2 separate regions of the Rattus norvegicus genome follow, and region 1 is linked to region 2. The links are chromatin contacts, called in public Hi-C maps. All regions are on one chromosome and are shown on one strand. Each heading gives the region's core, a stretch centred on a gene start, on an enhancer-like site or on the middle of the called end of the contact. The rest is flanking DNA. Distances are from core to core; before and after follow the strand shown. Region 1 holds the start of Thap4 (THAP domain containing 4). Region 2 holds the start of Septin2 (septin 2).

Evidence for each region. A called contact is a pair of places that touch in the nucleus more often than the background predicts.
Region 1: a Hi-C map of liver shows a contact between it and region 2, with 6 times the contacts expected there. The contact joins the promoter of Thap4 here to the promoter of Septin2 in region 2. A contact is called at or near these places in 1 of 12 Hi-C or Micro-C datasets (liver) and 1 of 1 datasets of contacts at active chromatin or transcription factors (oligodendrocytes).

Annotation. Positions count from the first base shown.
Region 1 is chr9:101,725,659-101,731,619 of GRCr8, reverse strand. It overlaps Thap4 (THAP domain containing 4), which reads left to right and starts at 2,179. Exons shown (of 6, transcript NM_001005564.1): 1 at 2,179-2,294; 2 at 4,951-5,961. The coding sequence starts at 2,218. Atg4b (autophagy related 4B, cysteine peptidase) reads right to left here and starts at 1,731. Exons shown (of 13, transcript NM_001399197.1): 1 at 1,699-1,731. The coding sequence starts at 1,708.
Region 2 is chr9:101,464,319-101,470,601 of GRCr8, reverse strand. It overlaps Septin2 (septin 2), which reads right to left and starts at 4,985. Exons shown (of 13, transcript NM_057148.2): 1 at 4,943-4,985. Hdlbp (high density lipoprotein binding protein) reads left to right here and starts at 5,223. Exons shown (of 28, transcript NM_172039.2): 1 at 5,223-5,296.

The DNA of each region.
Region 1 (5,961 bases), core at 930-3,429, 260 kb before region 2:
TAGGACAGTGAGGGCTTTTGTAGAGAGACCTCCCTCCCTCTCTCTCCCTCCCTCTCTCTCCCTCCCTCTCTCTCTCCCTCCCCACCTCCCCGTGTGTGTGGGGGGAGAGTGGAGAACTGTATACAACAATTATAAAAACAACCAGAAGCGCTGGGGATTTAGCTCAGTGGTAGAGCGCTTACCTAGGAAGCGCAAGGCCCTGGGTTTGGTCCCCAGCTCCGGAAAAAAAAAGAACCAAAAAAAAAAAAAAAAAAAAAAAAAAAAAACAAAACCAGAAGCAATATTACAATGGTGGCTGGGGATCAGTGTTTAGATCATAAAAGGGGCCATCCAGAACTTTATCAGGAGAAAAACTGCACCATCATACCGTTAAAAAAAAAAAAAGTGTTTTTATCAGCATTAATACAAGTCTTCAAACACAGATGTCTTTAGAGTTTGACTTCACAGCAGCATTCAATGCCCACTTAATTAATTGGAGTCAGGTGGTGCTTGCCTTTAATTGCAACACTGGGGATGTAACAACCAGGCAGATATATTTCTGTGAGGCTTGGGTCAGCTTGGTTCAAGAGTTCAAGATCAGACAAGACTAAGTGGCGAGGCCCTGTCTTTAAAAACAAAAGGTGGGGGGAGAATAATTAAATAATTCAATGTATTACTCCATTCCATACCTCCAGCAAACACTGTGTTGTGTGGCAGCTTCATTGACTCATTCTAAAAAAAAAATTAACTTCACAAAATACATGCCTGGCTCATGCATCTTGGGGAGTCAAGGTTCCTGCTTCCTCTGGCTATTTAAAACATTGACGGCTGCCACAAACTACTGAAATGTGTCTTAACTGTAGGCATTACTCCCAAGTAAGCAGACTACATCTATGATACAGCCGTCAGAAGGAAAACATCAAAAGAAACGCCATCCAAGACAGGTACAATGAAATCAGGTAGCAGGAGTCCTTCACAAAGGAGTGGATTCTTGAAGGCAAGGTCGCGCTTTAATTTAAAAAAAAAAAAATACTGAAAACGCTAAAGCTGCTGAGGAAATTAAAGAGAACCTCTGTTGTGGGTGTGGGGGGCTATTTTAGGGCTATAAACAAAGAATGTATTTGATAGATTTGCATCCCCAAGACATCTTGACAATATAAACAAAAGAACTGTACTCTCCAGCTTCGGAAGCAAGTCAGTTGAAAATATAAATAAGCTAAAAAAAAACAAACAAAAACCACCCACACTTAAGCCAGTATTAGGACCCCAAGAAGTCAAAGTAGCATGTGACTGATCTGCTGTCATTAACAGGAGCGTGGATCGCCTACACAGGTTATTGAACTTTAAAGACAAAAGACGTCCATGGTGTGGTTGCTGGACCATCATCCAACAACTTGACAGAAGTTAAAGAGGTCGCCGGGCAGGATACGGCCTAGCTCCGCAGCGCACGGGTCCACCCCGGGGCACCAGTGTGCCCGCGTCCTGCTACGTCCCTCAGACTCTCTGCCCTCCAGCCCGCAGCCGCGAGTTCACAGGCTGGGACGCTCCCCAAGGGCCTCCGCTAGGCGCCGGAGGCCGTAGCGTTCACGAGTGGCCCCGCGAAGCGGGTATGGAGCGCTGCGGGGAGGTGCGGCCCGCCCTGCCCAACACACAGGCCTCCGCCCCAGCGGGCGTCCACGGGAGCCCGCCCGCGACAGGGCAGGCGCCCGCCCTCCTTACCTGCGTCCATCTTCCCTGTCCGGCCGCCGACTGACCGTGCTGTCGCTCCGACGGGCTACTGCGCGACACAGCGACGGGAAGCCGAGGTAGCCAAGCGCGGCGCAGCGGAAGCGCGGGCGTCGCCATCTCGCCGTACGGCGGTGGGAGAGCGGGGGCGGGGCCTCGGCGCGTGTGGTTCCTAACCGGACCCAATCGCCCCGCCCCACTCCGCCCCGCCACTTCGGAGCAGCCCCGAGCCGGCCGGAGCTGCGCTCGTCCGGCGCCGCCATCTTTCCGTACAGACAGTCACCCGCGCATGTCTCGGTACGGACTCGCCGCTCGCTGCGGCCGCGACGCTGGCGCCGTGGCGGGGCAGCCCGAGCGCAGCGTGGTGCGGGCGGCAGCGCGCAGCCATCTTGCCGTACGGCTCGACCGCGGCCCACGTCCCGAGCTGTGTCGCCGCACTCCCTCGGGGCGGGTCGGGCCAGCGGGCGGGCGGCAAGGATCGGAGCCTGGCGACGCTCACGACCGAGGCCCGCAATGGTGATCTGCTGCGCGGCCGTGAACTGTTCCAACAGGCAGGGCAAGGGCGAGAAACGCGCTGTCTCCTTCCACAGGTACGCGGCCCGCCTCCGGGTCCGCCACGCCCCCGCCCTGGCCGGGCCCGCGGGGAAACTGAGGCCGCGCGGCGGGCCGAGCTCGGGGAACCGGGAGTGGGGGACCGACTAGCCGAGTGCAACTGTGGGAGGTGGACGAGTCGTGGAGCTTTGTGACCTTGGCTCGGACCGCTGGCTTTGGGGGACCAGCACGGCCATGCCTCGGGCAGAGCGGCCGGAGGCCCCCGCCGCCACCTCCACCAACGGGCGTCGCACTGATTTGGGCTGGCGCTGCCAATTTCAGGAGTATTCTGCTAGGGCGCGTTCTCAGGTTAATCCTGCTTTTTGGTTTTGAGCAGTTCTCCACTCTTGCCTCGGCGGGGCAAGCCCGGCTGGAGGTGTGTGGCAGGAGTGCGGCCCGGCGCACGCAGCTCTACTTCCTGCATCCATAGCTCTCATCGTTCTCCTACGGGGTCCTGCGGCCCAGGCACTGGCACTGATCATCTACCGCATCCTGCACTCTGGCCGAGGCCCGGGGGAGGATCGTGGAAGGGCTTTCCGGAGGGTTCTCCGGTGGCCCTTGTGCGGGCCGCGCCTTCTGAAGGCTTTCAAGACTCCCCATTTCAGTTGGTTCTCTCCTGCTGATTTCCAAGTGGAGTGAACAGTGAGCGAAGGGACTCTACCTTAGAAGCCACTTCCTACATCCTGCCACCTCTTAGTACTTGATGTTAAATTTTAAAAATGGGAATGGCACGTGTCTGTTGAAAGTTCACAGGGTTACATTAAGGCTCGAGTCCTTAGAACCTGGCTCAGAACAAAACCTAGTAAAACAATCTTACAGATCAACCAGAATGTTTCCGTAACAATTTCATTTAAAACACCTCCCAGAAGTTTTGTTAACAGTGTTTGAAAACGAGGCAGTGTCTCAAGGACTCATGTTGCTTTCCCCATGTTCTAACATGGTATGTGGGTAGACTGTGCCCAAATTGGGGCCAAGAGAACTCCAGAAATCTAGCTCACTGAACATTGATAAAGAGAGTTAGAAGATCATGTTGCTTATAACGTCCAGATCCATCGTATTAGGGCCAGTCTTGGTTCATAGCAGGTTCCTGGAGGCTGGACGAGCTCAGGTGAGGCTCTTAGCACTTGAGTATTGCCTACCATGCGTAGTCCGTTTGGTCTTACAGATCTTGCGTTAATAAGTGACCATTACATAGCTTCATTAGATGAGGGAAGAAATTACTAAGTATGTTATTGAACATCCTTTTTTTTTCCCAATTTTCTTCTCCCAACATAAAATACTACATAAAATTTAACATTTTTGGTGTGTGTGTTTTGAGATAAAGCCTCATTGAATTGCCATTGACTTGAACTCTCCTGCCTCTGTCTCCTAACTGCTAACCCCTACCACCCTAACCTTTGACTGGCTTAGTCAGCATAACTTCTCAGAGGTTTGTCTAGGCTCCTAAGGGAACTTTTGCTGCCTACTTAGAGGCTTACGAAGCTCTCTTACCAGGAAGCTAAACTCCCTGCGCTTTTTCCTCTTATTTTCTTTTGTATGTCTGGTTTTGAGACAGAAATCTCAGCAGAGCCAGACTGGCCTTATGGAGAGCTAAGGATGACATTGAACTCTGCCAGATACGCCTTGGACTTGCTCTTTTCCTAGGCAGATGTTAAACTTGTGACCTTCGTACCTCAGACTAACTGATGCCACAGTTGTGAGTCATTAGCCTGGCTAGAGCTTTTGGGTCTTCATGCTAGACCCTTAGCTACCTGAGCCTCAGCTGTGGTTGGTAATTAGCTGGACCTCCGATATCTCCTGGTCTCTTGCTCCCAGCTGTTACCTGCCTGGCTTCTCCTTAGGGTTCTAGCACCCAGAAACACACTTTTCAAGTACCAGATAATTTGGTCAGTGGTCCACTTGTGAAAGTGCTTTCTTGTCTGGATTCTACCTGCTGTCTCTAAGCATCCTTAGTGCCCAGGGTCTTTTGTTACACCTATGAAAAGTAGCTGTAACCCTGATGGACTTTCTATGCCCACCCTTGCCCTAAAGACACAGAGACTTACTATGTCTATTATAAGCTCTGGGCAAGCTGGGCAGCTCTCAGTTATTGTAACCCAGCAACACTGGCTGGCCTACATCCCGCCACATGCCCGGTTCATTACCTGTCCATCTCAGTGTCATCTTGGCACATGCTCCTCCATCCAGTCAGGCTGGGACTCTGCCCAGATTCCTACCTCAGACTCTGCATTTCAGCCCAGAAGTCCCACCTTAACTTTCCACCCAGCTATTGGCCATTCCACTCTTCCTTTGACCAACCAGAAGGTTATGGAGAGCAATGTTTACAAAACACTAAGGCAGGGCATGCTTCATAACAATGACAATACCAAAGTCAGGCCTGTAAACTTCTCTGCCATCACAGAAATTAGCATTTTAATAATACAAAGATAATCTTTACACCGTGCACAAAAACATCACTCCAATAAATACCTCTGTTCCTCTGTACCCTATAGATAGACTCAGTGTCCTAAAATATATACAGTAGGATAGGACTTCTTCCCTCCCATTTCAGTAATAACCTGCCAGACGGTCCTGATACTTGATTTGCTTTTATTGACGATAGTTTTAAAAGAAAGCATCTCAGTATTTCTAAGTACTTTGCTATTTGTCCTGCAGGTTTCCCCTAAAGGACTCCAAACGACTGATCCAGTGGTTAAAAGCTGTTCAGAGGGATAACTGGACCCCAACTAAGTATTCATTCCTCTGTAGTGAGCATTTTACCAAAGACAGCTTCTCCAAAAGGCTAGAGGACCAGCATCGCCTGCTGAAGCCCACGGCTGTGCCCTCTATTTTCCACCTGTCAGAGAAGAAGAGGGGGGCTGGAGGACATGGCCCTGCTAGGAGAAAGACCACAGGGGCCATGAGGGGCCACACAAGTGCAGCAACAGGGAAAGGAACCATAGGGTCTTCACTATCTTCAAGTGATAACTTGATGGCCAAGCCAGAATCCCGAAAGTTGAAGCGAGCTTCTCCACAAGATGATACAGCCCCCAAGGCCACCCCGGGTGCTGTCAGTCAGGAGCCGGGTCAGTCTCTGGAAAGAACTCCAGGTGACCAGGCTGCCCCATTGGCCAGAGGCCAGGAAGAGGCACAAGTGTCTGCTACAGAGGCTGACCACCAGAAGGCTTCTTCCTCTGCTGCCGACGCAGGTGGAGCAGACAAGAGTGGCATTTCTATGGACGACTTCACACCCCCGGGATCTGGCGCTTGCAAGTTCATTGGCTCACTTCATTCATATAGTTTCTCCTCCAAGCACACTCGAGAGAGGCCGTCTGTCCCTCGTGAGCCCATGGACCGCAAGAGGCTGAAGAGAGACATAGAGCCAAGGTGCAGTGGGAATAGTGTGGCCCAGAGTCCCCCAAGTTCCTCACTTACAGCAACCCCTCAAAAGGCTTCCCAGAGCCCCTCCGCCCCACCCACTGATGTAACCCCAAAGCCAGCGGCAGAAGCCGTGCAGAGTGAGCACAGTGATGCCAATCCCATGTCCATCAATGAGGTCATCCTGTCAGCCTCAGGGGCCTGCAAGCTCATCGACTCCCTGCACTCCTACTGCTTCTCGGCTCGGCAGAACAAGAGCCAGGTATGCTGCCTGCGGGAGCAGGTTGAGAAGAAGAACGGAGAGCTAAA
Region 2 (6,283 bases), core at 3,736-6,235:
GCAGAAAAAAGGAAAGTGTTCTGGTTTATTTGTAAACATAATTTCAAGAACAATCCAGATGGGATAGAAAGGCCCCAAAGTAAGGAAAGAACAAACATCATCAAATTAGCTTCATTAATGGATATAAATACAAAATTTAAAAATATTTGCTGGCAATTAGATTCTAGTAATGTGTCAAAAGTACCAATGTAACAAATGAAGAGAAAACCATATATAAACAGATATTTATGAGGTATTTAATTAAATGCAGCAATCAATCTGCATGAAAACACTAAGGAAACTGCTTATATATAATTCAGGGTTATTTCCCAATAGCAAATATGATTCCTTTAAACAATGGGATTCCTTAAACTAGGGGATGAGGTGATGGTTCCTAGGTTAAAAGCACTTGCTGCTCTTCCACAGGACCCAGGTTTGATCCCAGCAAGGACATGCAACTCACATCTGTCTGTAACTCGAGTTCCAGGGGACCTGATGTCCTCTTCTGGGCACCAGGCATGTGATAAACAGATGTACAAAACACTCATATACATAAAAGATAATGTTTTTAAAAGGGAATATTAAATCTATTTGAAATACAATTTTAGATAAAAAGTCCACTATTCTTTTTTTTTTTTCCGGAGCTGGGGACCGAACCCAGGGCCTTGCGCTTGCTATGCTAGCTAACTCTCCAACCAAAGTCCATTATTCTTACAGTTACTTTAAAACACTAAAGAAAAACTTTGAGCACACCCAAAAGTATCACAATAAAATAAGTCCTCAGATACCACCTTTTATTCAATTTCAATAATTAACACTCAAGTCCAATATTTTATTTCCAGCTTGCCCGGATTACAGTGAAGCAAATCTTAGAACAACACTTCATTCATAATTTAGTATGCACAAGGCTCCAAACAATGGTAAGCTATTATTTCTATGAAAAATTAATTAGTTGTTTAATATAACCAAATAGTCAACTGTCTCATTTTTTTTCACTACAATAAAAATGAAGTATCTACATATTGCAATTTTATTATGATTATTTAATTAAGATTAGTGCATCAAAAAATCATGAAACAAAACTACCTTGCTAACAGGGCTGAATATGCAAACCCCACAATATTTGAGTTATAAAAACAAACAACAAAAAACAACAGTAGCCAGATTTGATAGATCACATCTCACTTGGGAGGCTGAGGCAGGTGAAGCTCTCTGGGTTTGAGGCCAGCCTAGTGTATATCGTGAATTCCAGGTCAGCAAAAGCTACTAAATAAAGAAACCAAGTCTAAAAAAGAAAGACAGGGGCTGGCAAGATGGCTCAGCAGTTAAGCTCAACCAGGTCCTTTTCTGGCAGGCAGGTGTACATACAGACAGTGCACTCATATACATTCAGTAAATAAATCTTAAAAAAAAAAAAAAAAAAAAAAAAGGTTTGAGCTACCAAGCCATAGCTAACTCATTTAAAAAAAAAAAAAAAAAAAGTCCAACAGTAAATCAGGCTAAGAGGAATATAGGCCTTCTATCTCTGAGAGACTGTCACAAGAAGATCATGAGTACAGATGTTCCAGATTGTGCTGGAACAAAAGAAAAAGAAAAAGAATTTTAGACTATGATAATTTATTTGGTAAGGTGCTAAAAAAGGAGAGATGGTAAGTCAAGTCTTTCTAGCTGGCTGTGGTGGTGTGCCACTGTAATCTTAGCACTTAAAAGACAGGAGGATTGCAAACTGGAGGCCAGCTTGGACTACACAGGGAGACCATGTCTCAAAAACTGAAAGTTTCTTTCTGAATTGTGATTGTGTGTACTGTGTGTGTGTGTCTGATACTTAGAGGAACAAGCCCCAGATTTCATGTACACTAGATAAGTGTTCTACAAATGAGCTGCATGCCAGCATTCAAAGTTTTTCCTATTCCACTCAGGAATGGAAATAGGGGAAACGCTTAGTAAGAATAAATTAAAAGGCAAACCAGAAGAAAAAAAAAAAAAAAAGGCAACCAGGTGTGGTAACACAGCACTGGAGGCTGAGGTTCAAGGATTACAAATTTGAGGCCAACTTGGATTATTATATAGTGAATTCTGGAATAGTCTAGGCAACAAAGAAACCATGTCTCAAAACACAACAAAACTAAAATGCACAGAAACACATTTTAGGTTCTTTTTCTTGTTTGGTTTGAGACAGTCCTTACAATAAAAGCTCAACTTAAACTAGCAATCTTATTTCAGCCTCCTGAATGCTGAGATTACAGGGACGCAACACTATATTTGGCTAGGAACAGATATAGAATTTAAAAAACAAACCCAAAACTATCAAGTCATTTTGTTTCTCCCAAATTGGTATAACTGATTCAATTCTAAACTGAAATCGCCATGGCATGTCTCCTTTCTTCAAGCACTGAGTAAAATAGCAGAAGGATAAATACTTGAGAATAGAAATGTGGATACTTGCCTTTACTACTATTTATATGTCATTTATTTCTAACCACCAGATACGGGAAACGTCATGGGTATCTTTCTACATCTCTGTATCTCCTTAGCTTACTGACCCAAGTCTGCAGCCATTTTGAGGTCCTAGGTCAGTTCAGACCAAAGAAGAGTAACTTCTATTAGCAGTTTGCTGTAAAGAGCACTGACTGCTCTTCCAGAGGTTCTGAGTTCAACTCCAAGCAACCATGTAAGTGGCTCACAACCATCTGTAATGGGGTCCAATGCCCTCTTCTGGTGTGTCTGAAGGCAGTTTCGGTGTACTCATATACATAAAATAATAAATAAGTATCCTGATGCACAACACAAGCACAGAAGTGGAGAATACATACAATGATTCTTTAATACAGAGAAGGCCAGGCTATGAACTTGTTACCCTATACCCAAACACAACTTGTATTCACAATGGTTTTCTAACAATTTATTAAACATAACAAAAAGAGGTTTTGGTTTTTATGTGTAGGGGTAGGGGTGGGGAGGATAAGGACCTAGAAATCTTACACTCAGGGCAAGCACTTGACCAAGTTAACTATACACATACCCAGTAATGCCAAAATGAAAGCTGAAAGGGGAATACTGAATTTCTGAAGCACTTGGTTGATTTTTAGTGAGAAAACCTTGATCCATTAACATACTGCTAGGTACAGATGGCAGATCAGTTAGATCCCCCACATCTAAGATATAAGGTCAAACTAAAATTTTATGCTCTCACCCTGCATTTTTTCAGATGCCACAAGTTATTAGAAGTTCCTTACCCTTGACCCACAGCTTCTTTATTTCAGAGAGTAACACTATCACTCCAATTAAGAGACAAAAGATGAATAGGTGAACAAAACTTATTTTTCCAAGTGGCATTTATAATAATGGAATACTCATAAATAGGAACCATCATTCATGTACACAAAATGTTGTATTTGTATACATTACCCCTAATCTCCAAAGACTTCTCAGTGTAGGATCCTGAAGAGCTTTTATCCAAAGTGCTGGGACTCTCCTTTGATTTGAGGACTGTACAAGCACATTATGAAAGACAACCCTTTTAAAGGAGTTTGGGGCAGCAAGCCACAGTCAAAGGGAGCTGAATTACACTCATGAATGACAATAGAGGGAGGCCCCACCTCCTTTCCCTAGGTTACCAAACTAGTCCACAGAGAGAATCTCATCTCATTTTAAAAGCTCTTCTTTACTGGGCTGTGGTGCTCTGAAGGGAAAAAACCTTCTAGATGGAAAAATTGAAAAAAGGCAGGACAGCCCTTACAACTAAGAAAATCATCACCAAAATTAGATATAAAACCACACACTGACAGTTTGTATGGGTATTACAAAGAATTCCTGAATGGCACCTACCAAAAAAGCCATTGACAATAAGGAGTCTCAAACTAGAAGCATCGTGAAGAAACAGCTTTTATGACCCCTACAGAACCCTGTTTTCCTTATGTTTACAAGACAGATTTAAAAATGTATCTGAGATACTAAAACAATTTTCGCTACGAAGGAAATACTTGAGGACCTAAGACTTAAATCCCTTGCTAGGCAGTAGGGACCCCAATACTTGACGCCAGAGAAACACCTAATCTGTCTAAAGGATATCGAATCCAGAGTCCTGAATAACAAGCAGCAATTAGGACGGAACTACACAACAGATAAGGAGAAGACAGAGAATGTGCGAGTTTAACTACGCTCCAGACACGAGGAGTAAACTGGATTAAGGCCAGTCATAGAGGCCACAGTGGTTTGAACTAGAAGTTCTATGTGTTAAGAGTCTGCTAAGGTAGTACAGGACCAGGCAAGGCGCCACTAACAAATGAGACCGGAAGATACAAAAGGGTCAGTCAGGCGTGGTCTGGGCCTACGGTCCGCTTCAGAGTTAGACTTCATCGCTTCTCCTTTAACGGCCTCCACTACAAGCTCCCTTTCCCCGGTCACTTATACTGCTGCAGCCCTTTGTCTACCTCGGGGAAGGCCACAGCAGACAAGACCACTCTCTTCAATGAGCCTATCACTACCTCCAGTTGGAGAACTTCATTAACATCCCAGGATGACTAGTCTTTCACATCCTCAGGACGAAATGGCACCGTTAAGTGAGAAGATGACCACACAAGCACAAGTGCTTCGTAGATACGAATCTAATGCTGCCTCACCCAACTCCATCCGCCAACGTTAAACGCCCGACTCTCCACTACTGTGCGCGGTAACTTCATAGGGGCCAGCCACGCCCGCCCCGATGTCCTGAACCTGGCCAGTAGAATCACCCAGATGGGGGCCGCCTGTCCAGTTGTCCTCAAAGGGACGACACCGGCCAGGCATCCATCGCTGGAGCCACGGACTAAGGGCGCGGCCGCCCCTCCCCCACGCGCTCCACTTCCGTACTCGTTATCACAGCCTGAGCGGCCGGGGCGAGGAGAGAACTCTAGCACTTCCTCTGGACGGCCAGCCGGACTCGAGCCCGAGCGACAGTGGGTTCACATTGCCCCACACTTACCCGCTAACACGCCAGAGAATGCCCGTCAGGCGACAGCACGGACCTGCCCCGCCCAGCAGCGCGCGCGAACAGATTGCGTCATCGCGCCGTCCCGCCCCTTGCCAACTCCTTCCTGGGCCCCGAGTAGTCCCCTCCCCCGCGGTTGCTAGCAGAGCGCAAGCGTGGACAGGATCCTCTCGTCCGCCTCTGCGCAGGCGCTGTGCCCCTCCCACGGCGGTTGGCCATATAGAGGCTGGGGGCGGGGGGAGGTCAAGCGTAGCCTCTTCTCCTTTACCAAGATGGCGTCTTGTTCCTGTTTCGCCACAGTTCCTACCTTATGAGCTTGGATTCCTCACGCTAATAAAAGAGGAGCAGGTAATGAGATTATCCGCTTTGTGGGAAACTAGAGTTGGGGGAAGGATATTTATTAGGAAAGAATGAGGTGTCCACTGAGAGCGAGAGACAACCGGGGGCGGGTAGGTGGAAGCGTGAGTGCGGAGCAATGAAGGGGAGGGAGCCCTTTGCCTCTGCCCTTTCCTCCAGGAAGATGGCGGCAGCACCGAGCTAGGAGCACCGAGCGGGGATAGGCAGGCGCCTCTGACTTGCCGGCGGGCATCTCTAGCCGCCTCCCGGGCCGTCTCTATGGCAGGCTGTCATCCCGGTATTGGCTACGCGCTGGTCACGTGGGTTTGACCCCCCACCACCACGCTCACCATAGAGTGGTGCTTGTCCCTGGGGACGTGGCCTTCCTGTGTGGTCGTGAGCCCATGCCCCGCGGGGGAGGGCGGAGCCGGCACGGCCCCCTACCCTCTTTCAGTCTGGGGCGGGCGGTGAGATCTGCGGCATTCCCTGCTCGCTGCGGCCGGCTTGAAGCTAGCTGGGAAGGTGCAGTACTGGGCTGCGGCCTGGCTCGGTTGTCCTTCCCTCTATCCCAGGAGGTCCCCTAGCTGGTCAGCGATCGTAAACTCCTACCTAGGCCTTGCACCAAGGCCTTTCTATAGGAAAACACCCTAGAGTACCTCGCCTGAGAAGAGATAGCCATCGCGCGACCCTAGTGGGTGATGCGCACAGTGTCGGTATTCCAAGCTGTTTTGACACATGCCTTGTTGTGAGGAGGTGTTTTTTGTGCGTTATTACTTTGAAAAGTATCCCGGTGCTCGAGGCTACACTGTATATCCTGTCTGAATTAGAAGGTTGAAGGTTCGACTGGGCATGGTGTTTGCATACGGTAGAACTGTGAACCGAAAGAGGCTGACTTGGGTTTTATTATGCTTACAGACAAGGATAAAGTCTGGGGAAAACTGGAGGGTTATAATCTTCATTTATAACTTGGCTCGCCCTTCAGCTTTGGGTTTTGCTCCA